Linked DNA regions of Triticum aestivum: region 1 is linked to region 2. A link is a contact called in public Hi-C data. All regions are on one chromosome and are shown on one strand. Each heading gives the region's core, a stretch centred on a gene start, on an enhancer-like site or on the middle of the called end of the contact. The rest is flanking DNA. Distances are from core to core; before and after follow the strand shown. Region 1 holds the start of LOC123110735 (dual specificity protein kinase shkD). Region 2 holds the start of LOC123110734 (pentatricopeptide repeat-containing protein At2g31400, chloroplastic).

What was found. A called contact is a pair of places that touch in the nucleus more often than the background predicts.
Region 1: a Hi-C map of leaf shows a contact between it and region 2, with 7 times the contacts expected there. The contact joins the promoter of LOC123110735 here to the promoter of LOC123110734 in region 2. A contact is called at or near these places in 3 of 5 Hi-C or Micro-C datasets (all in leaf) and 1 of 1 datasets of contacts at active chromatin or transcription factors (leaf).

Annotation. Positions count from the first base shown.
Region 1 is chr5B:120,753,915-120,759,050 of IWGSC CS RefSeq v2.1, forward strand. It overlaps LOC123110735 (dual specificity protein kinase shkD), which reads left to right and starts at 1,798. Exons shown (of 14, transcript XM_044531331.1): 1 at 1,798-2,088; 2 at 2,192-2,969; 3 at 3,578-4,013; 4 at 4,281-4,884. The coding sequence starts at 2,566.
Region 2 is chr5B:120,535,954-120,541,096 of IWGSC CS RefSeq v2.1, forward strand. LOC123110734 (pentatricopeptide repeat-containing protein At2g31400, chloroplastic) reads left to right here and starts at 3,655. Exons shown (of 5, transcript XM_044531330.1): 1 at 3,655-5,143. The coding sequence starts at 4,086.

The DNA of each region.
Region 1 (5,136 bases), core at 548-3,047, 220 kb after region 2:
GTAGGCTCTGGTAGGCCAATTTGCCCACAGGACGATGTAGGTTGCTGAGGGTATATCTGAATTATTGGACGATCATTGCAACTGGGGAGTTGGTTTATTGCAGCAATACTTCCTTCCAGTCGACATTGAGTAGATAGTCAAAATCAGATCATCCCCTTGCCTCGGGGAGGATGTGCTGGCGTGGGAAGCAGAACTGAGTGGTGCGTTCACCGTCTGGAGCGCGTACTAGTTGGTGCTCGATGAACCTCTTCGTCCTTCTTCAATCATAGCAAGCAAGGCATCGAACGGGCGATGAGCCCTCTGGGCTTTATTATGGAGATGAGATCGGTCCCTCCTAAGGAGTGTGTTGCAACTGATTCTCTGCCTACTTGGGTCGGTGAATGAAGAACATCATACATTTGAGGTTTCCAACTTATTCCTTCTCTCTGCGACCGAGTTGGAGGATACTTTTCATGCCCTCTGCAGATGTCCATGAATGGTGGCGCTTTGGCAAGCAATGGTGCAACACTGGAAACTCCGGAGCTTCATCAACTAGTGAACTTAGGGCCTGAATGGTTGCTCCACACCCTTGCTAATCTACCGGAGAGGGGGCAGTTAACATTGGTGATGACATTATGGTGCAACTGGCACATCAGTTGCGCGATTGCGCATCACAAGCAACCATCGGAGGTGGAGGCATCGAAGCGATTCCTATTGAGCTATGTCAAATCGCCGGTGTCCATCAAGAACCACCCTAATGCGGGCCAAGTTAAGGGCAAGATGTCAGTTGGTGTTCCTCTCCCTCAAAGAGTGCTTCCACATGTGGAACAAGGCAACATCCCAGCATTACGCTGAGAATCACCGTCGTCGGTCTGGACTACTTTGAACATTGATGGTTCCTTTTGTGAACGAGAAAACGAGGCAGGTGCATGGATGATCTTGCATGACGAATCTGGGGCGCTCATATTCTTATCCCGTCGAGAGCTGCATCAATACTCCTCGCTCTAGCTACTGCATGCATGGAGGTCTTAGCTCTAGCTATCTAGTGGACGTCGGTGCCTATTGTGGTGCAATCCGACCGCCTTTAGTTGACACACATGATACAAGTTGCCGATGATGATAGATCTTTGCATTCTATGATGGTTCGTGAAATCAACACATATCTTCAGGAAGAAAGATAGCTGGTAATCAAGCACGTTAGGCGAGAGCAGAACTCCATGAGTCATTATTTAGCAAATTCCGGTAGAAAGGAGAAGCACACTGTGGCTTCGACTAGGGCCTGGTGAGGCACATGATTATGTAATGCAGACATGTTTGGTGCTTATCTATAAACTCTTTTTCTCCCTGCCAGAAAAAAGAAAAGAAATATTACAAAATATATGAATTGCTTATCTTAGAAGGGAAAAATTCCGATTTAAGGCAAACCGCAAGTTAATCAGCTTATCTTGTTTTCAACATTATTTTAAAATACACAAATGGTTGACTTTCAATATTGTATGGCTCTTGCGTATCCAATAATAATACACTTATTTATCATATCTTGTCGTGTTTTCTCATCCAAATTGCTTGGCAGAAAATAAGAAACAATAAAATTCTTATGGGTGAGGGAAGAAGGGAAAATTGTATAGCAACAATGTAGTCAATCAACATGAAAGAGATCCACATGCACCCACAAACATGTAGCACAAAAAAGGGAGAGCACATCACGCAGCACAAAACACCAAAGAGGCAGTTAGAAGCCAAACCCTAACCCAATTGTGGCAACGCCAGTGGGAAAGGCCAATGATAAAATGGACCAACCAATTCGCCCATTTCTCCCTGCTCTCTCTAGACAGATGACGCCACAGGTTGGCATTGGCAGCAAGGTAGATGGATAGAGACAAGGACAGCCAGCCCCCCTCCCCTCTACTCTCCTACTGTGTGGATCAAAAGATAGATAAATAAAACAAAGCAGATTGACAAGTAAATGAATTTTTCAGGAAAATTCCAAAGCCCAAATAAAAACTAAGACCGGAGCTTTCCATCATCACCTTGCGCAAGGCCAGCGAGCAGCCGCCGTGTTTTTTATAGCCCGGCTGACCAATCGCCGGAGGAGGAACTCACCACCAGGTCACCTATATCATTTCCTCCCTCCCTCCCTCTTGTACGCTTGCTTCTTTTTTTATCTTCTTCCTCTCCCTCTCGCTGGTTTCTTGATTATTTAATTGTTTAGGTGTTCGCCCATTTGGGTGTGTGTGATGGATGGATAGATAGATTCCAAGTTTCCAACCCCAGCTAGCTGCTACTTGTTTGCTCCAAGCAGAAGCCAAGAACAGCTCCCTCCCAAGGAAGGATCTTTTTCTTTTCCTGGATTTGGCCCGGTTCTGTTCGGGAAATCTTGGGCTGCCGGCGGCTGGATCTCCGGGAGGAGGATTTGATGCCGGTTCTTGCTCCATTTTGAGCCCGAATCATCCTGCCTCGGGACAGGCGACAGGCGAGCGGCCTTTCGAGCTCCCAGGAGCCGCGGAGGGTGAGCGAGGCGGCCTCCGAGCGCTCGGGAAGGCGGCGATGCCGCTGGTTTGATTCTGGTTCACGCTGCTGCTGGGGATGGAATCCAGCGGGGAGGAGCTCCTGAAGAAGATCCGGCAGCTGGAGGTGGGCCAGGCGCAGCTCAAGCAGGAGATGTCCAAGTTCGCGCTGCCACCGACCGGCGGCGGAGGGGAGCGCCGGCGCTCGCAGTCCGTCTCGCCCAGCCGCGGCGCGCCGCCTCATCCTGCGCCGGCGCCGGCGCCCTCGAGGCGGCTCTCCGGGGGACTTGATGGAGGCCCGCGGGGGTGGGGCCGTGGCTCCGCGTCCTTCTCGCACTCGTCGCCGCTGCAGCGGGAAGGCCGTGCCGCGGCCGAAGGCGGCGCCACGGGCGCTGGGCTGGCGGAGCGGCAGTACCGCAGGGTGCTCCAGTCGCTGGGGCAGTCCGTCCACATTCTTGACCTCGATGGAAGGATCATATACTGGTGAGCTTTCTACTTCTTGAATGTTTGCTGACCTGTTTTGTGTGAGCTTGTAAATGCTCGAGGAGCTGCTGCGGTGATAATGATGGCATCGGTTCAACTGTTCTTGTTATACTGCAATGAAGTGACCATGCATCCAATGGGAGTTGTGCTTTTAGTGGCATTTTAACCATGTATGCGTGCGATGATGGAACTTACTACTTGGTGAAATCTGGTATTTTGTCAGAGCTTTGTACAACCCCAGGCTGTACAAGTTACGTATCGTCCATGCTATGTCACAGTTTATATTGATTTGAGGTGAAGCTTTTTTGCATGATTGAAACAGATTGGTAATAGTAAAATAACACAATAAGGTTTCATGGCACTTGTGCCGTTGTTGTTTCAAGAGTTGAGTGATGCACATGGGTCAAAGTTTTGGGTCTTCATTTTTGTGTGAGTCGCATTGCTTATCGATTCAGCAACACAGTTTGATAGTCGTGTACCTACTTCCCACCTGTGCTAAACAAACATCACATTTTTTTTTAGTCTGCAGTTCTGCATGGACTTTTGCTTCTCTTTTGTTCTTGTTAATGCTTTCTTATCACCAAAGCCTTTCATTTGCCATGATGTAGGAATCGGTCTGCAGAGAATCTCTATGGTTATCCTGCATCAGAAGTACTTGGTCAGGATGCACTCATGCTGCTGGTTGATTCCCGTGACCTCAGTGTGGTAAATGATATGTTTCGACGCATTTCTTTGGGTGAGAGTTGGACTGGGAAGTTTCCAGTTAAGAACAAGGCAGGGGATAGGTTTTTAGCTGTTGGCACCAACACTCCATTTTATGATGAGGATGGCAGTTTGGTGGGCATTATTTGTGTTTCAAGTGATTCACGCGCATTGGAGGAGATACTCAGTGGACCTTCAACCTCTGCCAGGTCCCATTCAGAATCATCTAGCCCCTCCTGTTGTGATGGCAGTTGCAGCAACAGTAATCGAAAAACCAGTTTGTTGAACAGAAATCCGTTTGATCCCCAGCAGTCTACTATAGCCTCCAAGATAACAAATTTGGTGAGTTCTGTTACTACTTTATTACTCCCTCCATCCGAAAAAGCTTGTCCCAAGCCTGTCCCTCGAATGGCTGTATCTAGCACTAACTTGGTGGTAGACACATCCATTTGAGGGACAAGTTTTTTCGGACGGATTTTCGGACGGAGGGAGTAATATAAAAAGTAGAAATATGCATGCCATTGAGTAGCAATGAAACATTGTTTCTCTATAGCATGTTTTCTTTATTATTTGCTACTGTATTCCTTTCTGATATTTAGAATAACACAGGCTAACAAGGTTACAAATAAAGTTCGTTCGAGGGTCAAGATGGATGAGAATGGCATGCTACGGGAAGGTGGCAGTGGTGAGAGTCAGTGCTCTGATCGTGATAACAAGGAAGGTCCATCTAGTGGACCAAGTACACCAAGAGGAGATGCACCACATGGCGCCTTCGGCACCGAAGAGAATTCCCCTGGAAAATCAACCAAAACAAATGGTGATGAATCAGAAGCGAAAATAGGTCTCCACAAGATCTTGAGCTCAAAAGCAGAGGCATTGTTGAACAAGAAAGGGATAACATGGCCTTGGAAAGGGCGGGAGAATGACGGGCCTGATTGCAGAAATCAAGTGACCTGGCCATCATTGCATGGTGAGCAAGAGAATGGCCAGAATCATCCGAAAATCTCTGACACTCAAGTGGCCGAATTCAACCAACCTAATAAAAATGAGGCATCAGGTTCCTGGTCTTCTTTCAACAATAACAGCTCAAGTAGTGCAAGCAGCACTGGAAGCACCAATAGTAGTGCTCTATACAAAATAGACCATGAAGCAGACTGTCTGGATTATGAAATCCTGTGGGAAGATCTTGTAATTGGAGAACAAGTAGGCCAAGGTAGCTGCTTCTCCTTTTGTGAATTTTTATGTGTATATATTTTTTATCACATTGAAGTTTCTGTGCTGTTTCATAGTTTCTATCAGCGGTTTTAGAATTGACTATTTGGTTATTGTAATTGGCTTTGTCTGCATGACATTACTTTGGAATAGCTCCTTTCCTGTCCTATTTGTTTTATAGAATCTATGCTTGTTGCATAACCTAGATAATATTACAACTGGATATGTAGTTGGAATAAATAATAATCCATTT
Region 2 (5,143 bases), core at 2,405-4,904:
TTGGATGTTCGCCGGAGCGATAGTGGACGTGATGGCTCCAGGATCTCATGGCCACCTTCCGGAGTAGCACTGCTCGCTGCCAAAGCTAGCAGGGGCAGCCGCGCGACCACCGTCACCTCGCCGAGCGGCCATTGCTTCGGTCGGATGTGCCGGTGTTGCATCACCGTAAGTGGACTCCTTCGCTATCCGCCAGCCATCCAAGGGCGTAGTAGACCTAGCCGCCCACCCTCGACGGCCGGCATGAGCACCATCAGGGCTTCAACCAGCTGTCGGCCGGTTTTTCCACCCTGCACCCAACGTGTTGGACAAAATTCCCCAAAGGTAAAAATTCGCAAAAACTTTGAGTTTTTTATAGGACGTGAAGTTGTAGTTTGACGGTGATTCCCCTATTGTTGATGAGCTCGTGCGACTCCTCTTTTGTGGATGATTTTTCATTGGATGACGAATTTGATTTGACCGAAGGAGAGGACATTGATATGCTAGTAGCGATACACCAAAGGAAGAAGCCAAAGCATGGTGGTTGTGTGTTTGGTCGTGAGTACACCCGAAGAGAATGGGTTGAGACGCACAATAGATTGATGTGCAACTATTTTGGTACTCCATCCGTTTTTTCTAGAGAGGTACTTTCGTCGGTGATTTAGGATGTCCAAGGATTTGTTTGTTTGTATTTGCAATTTCGTGAAGTGACATGGCAGAGCCTTCGAGCAGAGGAGGAGAGCAGCCGTGCGACTGATGCCCCTTTTTACATCACCTGATGGAGCAGCAGCCGCGCGACTGATGTATTTTACATCATCCATTGAAGTTGGGTGTTTTTGTGTAAATTTTGCATCTAGCAGTTTTTGTTACGCACTCCTCCATCCAATAATATAAAAGCATTTTTGGAGATGCTCTAAGAGCATGGTTAATAATATAGCCAACGATCGGCTATAAGAAGTTGCCATGTTATCTAAAGCCAACGTGTGGGCGGGACGCGCACGTATGTCCTCCCCTGGCCCGCCTGTCAGTTGCACAAGCAAAACCCCCCGCGCCCCCATTTGGCGCCATTCCCCCCAAACCCTCCCACATCCCGCCCCCACCCTCCCCCGTCCATGGCCGATGCCCCGTCGAATTCCGGCGGCTTGGCCGTTGACCCGCCCGCAAAGGTGAAGAAGAAGGCAACCAAGGGTGCAAGGAAGCCATGGTCGGCGTGCACGACGGAGGAGCTCGCCAAGTTGGACGCATAATCGGCAAAGAGGAGGAACCGGAGGGCGGCCGTCAAGGGCAAGACCGCCGTGGCCAAGTTCGCCACCCAGCGCAATGCGGTGGAGGCCGCGCGGCGCAAGGCCGAGGTCGATGAGAAGGATGCCATCGTCAACAAAGCGCACGCGCTCCTAATGCTTGGCATTTGCCGTCCAGCGGGGTTCTCTGGTGCGGCCGCCAGCCCGACAAGCACAGGCTCGTCGGTCGCCAGGCCTCAACATTGCTCGTCGTCGATGTCGCGGACCATGCCTATGTCGCCCGGCTTTCCCCCGCCAAGGGACGATGGTCACACCCGTTTTTCTGGCTCGCCGGACATTAGCGTGATCGTGTCGTCCATCTCGCGCCCCTCGGTCGTCATCGACCTCAACGTCACGCCAGGTTCTAGTAGCGTCGGCCGGCCGGCCGTGGAGATGCAAAGAAAATAAGCACGGACACCGTTTACGGGCACAATGTTGTCGCCCCGCGTCCTGTTCGACGAAATGGCAACACCAACACCAACGGTCGACGACCCATTCTACAACCAGTACATGGAGCAAGTGATCTACGAGTGTGGGCATGGCGTTGCCTACGAACCCGACGAGACCCAAAGTCAGGATGGTCGCGCCCAATACGTTGCGGATGAAGAAGCCCGCGACCATGCGGACTACGACCATGGTGACTCGTGGCATGAAGACGATGCCATCTATTGCGAAGGCGGTGGTGATGAAGAAGATGGCTTTGATATTGACATTTCGGGCGAGCCATTGTTCATCGACGAGTTCACCCAAAGAGCGGAAGCACAAAAGAGGAAGAAGAGCATGCGCACGGGTTCGTATTCACGATACGAGGACAAGTTGATTTGCCAATGTTGGATGGAGATTAGTCAAAATCCGAGGACCGGCGTGCAACAAAAGGGCCTTGTTTTTTGGACGAGAGTCCACAAAACATTCCATGAAAGAAAGATGTTTGAGCCCTACCAAATTACGAGCAACCGTGGTATCACCTCGATTCAAAAGAGGTGGTTGTTCATCCAACAAGAGTGCAACAAGTATTGTGCCGCACTGAGAGCGTTGAAGCACGACCCGTGAGTGGTCTCGGCATTGGGGACTTGGTATGCTCTCCTCATCCTAGTTCTTTTTTTGCTACGACCATGAGACTTCGGCCTTGTATATGCTTGCATGTTCATTTGTTGTTGATCATGTGGTGTAGGCATTTCAATCTTTGGAAGCATTCAAGGCCCGGCACAATGACAAGCCATTCACTCTTACGCATTATTGGACGCTCATCAACAATTGTCCAAAGTTCAAAGATCAATACCGTGAACTTCAAAGAAAGAGAGGCAAGAAGGCGGCCGCGTTTGTCGGAGGTGGAGATGGCGAGGCATTGAAGAGGCCGAGGGGCAAGCCCAACTCCAAGGTGGATGACGTACGTGATGCGTCATCTATGGCCTTGCATGAGACTTTACACGACATGATGTCTCAAGAGGATGTGAGGGACAAGAAGAAGCGACAAAGCAAGGACGAGCAAATGAAGCAATACCTAGAGTTTCAAAGGAAGAAGCTTGAGATGGAGGAGGCGACCAAGAAGAGGAAGATCGACATGGAGGAGGCGGCCCGACAAAAGCAGCTCGACATCGATGCTGCCAATGTCACGGCCAGGCAGAGGCAACTCGAAATCGGGACCACCAATGCCGCAACCAAAGCAAAGGAGGTGGTCCTTGCGATCATGAGCGTGGACTTGACCAAGATGAGCGAGAAGACGAGGAGCTGGTTCGAGGCCTGGCAGAAGGAGATGTTCGATGCCGACGACCTGAACTAGGTCGTCTGATCGGCCGTGACCGTTCTTTTTTGGAGGTTGGCATGGGTGCCAGCCGCTCACTGTGTGCCGGCGAGAAACATATTCATTTTGGAGGCTGGCTGTGTTGCTAGCCGCTGGCTGTGTTGCCGGTGACAAACTATTCTTTCTGTAGGCTGGCTCTGTTACCGGCGAGGACATGTAGACCGTTGGCTGTGTTGTCGGCGAGGACATGTAGACCGCTGACTCTGTTGCCTGCGTGAACTAGGGCTGCTAGGCTGATGAACTAGGGCTTGGTATTTCGAACGTTGTTGTTTGAAAATGGAGGCAGACATGATGGGGCCAAAGGATGCGGCCGCACGACCACGGCATTTCAGGACAGGTCCGGACACGACCCCATTGTCCTACACAAACAGACAGAATCCGCGCAAAACGGACCTCCGTTTGGGGTCGTACGCTGGAGTTGGCCTAATAAGCACAACAACACCAGCTCAGCTGATCCGGACCTAGTCAGCCCCACATGTCACTCGCACAGACCTCCACCCTCTGCCGTTGCAGCTGGGCCACCTCGAATGGCAACCCCACAGGTCATGGACTTTACACCACCAACAAAACCGGTGACGCTTTCCAGTCGAGAAATCTTCCGGAAATAATTCTCTCTTCCTTGCTTGCTCCGGCGTCTTATCTCTTCCCTCCCCCACCCCCGCGCAGCCTGGTGCGATCTTCCTTTCCCAGCCATCCAATCCCCAATTCCGCCTAATCCAATCTTATCACCAAATCATTCGCCACTACTAGCATGCTGCCAGCGCGCGGCGACGCAGTAATCGCCGTCGCCGCACGCGGGAGCGATCTTCTTGTTCCGGCCATATAAATATCCCGACTTCCTCCGAGTTGCCCCTGGTCGCTGTCTCCCGGGATTTGCTTCCGGTCCAGCCTGATTGCGGGGCGAGAGATTGGAGAAGCTGTTGGTTGCGTGGAAGGATTTGGAGGAGTTTGGGAGAGTCTCCGAGGCGGGTTACGTACGGTGCCGGGAGTCCGTGGAGGAAGGAAGGTGATTGCGTTCGGTGGCCGTGATGGCGCCAACGACGCACTTCACGCCGTCGCAGGCGCACGCGGCGGCCGCCTCCCACCACCCCGCGGCGGCGGCGGCGGCGGCCACCGCCACAGCCACTGCCCGGCTGCATGCGTCGGCGTCCGCGTCGGCGCCTGCCGCGGCGGCGGCGCTTTGCCCGCCCTTCCTCGCGGCGGGCTCCCACTCCGTGGCGTGCCCGCCCGTCCAGAACCCGCTATTTAGTGGCCCGGCCACGCCGTGGGCGGTGCAGCCCCAGCGCGCCGCTGCTGGGGCCCTTGGCCCGGAGTTCCGGCGTGCGCGCTCCACCAAGAACATCTCCAAGCGCAACAACCGTGGTGCAGGTGGCCAGGAACGCGGGGCGCGCGCGTCCTCAGCTGCTGCTGGGCGCTGTGTCGACAAGCTGCTCCGCGTTGCCCCTGAAGACCGGCGCGCGCTCGGCGCATCGCTTTCGTCTTTCCGGGGAGAGCTGGTTGGTCCTGATGATTACTGCCATGTCCTTCGGGAGCTCGGCGACAGGGACAAGTCTGCGCTCCGTGCGCTTGAGGTGTTCCACGCTGCACTGCCCCTTGTTGGCAATGGCTCCGTCGATAAGGGCAAGCTTTTGACCGCCGCAATTGGTGCACTCGGCAAGATGGGGCGACCAGACCTCGCAAGAAGAGGTTTTGATGCTGGCATTGCAGGGGGTTATGGCAAAACGGTGTTTGCATACTCAGCGCTCATATCAGCATATGCGAGGAGTGGTCTTGCGACCGAGGCCATGGGGGTGCTTGAGTCGATGAAGGGTGCAGGCTTGCGGCCTACCACAGTTACGTACAATGCGGTGATTGATGCATGCGGGAAAGGGGGTGTTGACCTCAGGTTCACGCTCGGATATTTTCGTCAGATGCTACGGGATGGGCTCTGTCCCGACCGGAAGACTTTCAATTCACTTCTTTCTGCATGTAGCCGCGCAGGGCACTTGGAGGATGCCCGTGCTGTCTTTGATGAAATGATCCATCTTGGCATTGGGCGTGACATTTATACATACAACACATTTATCGATGCAATTTGCAAGTGTGG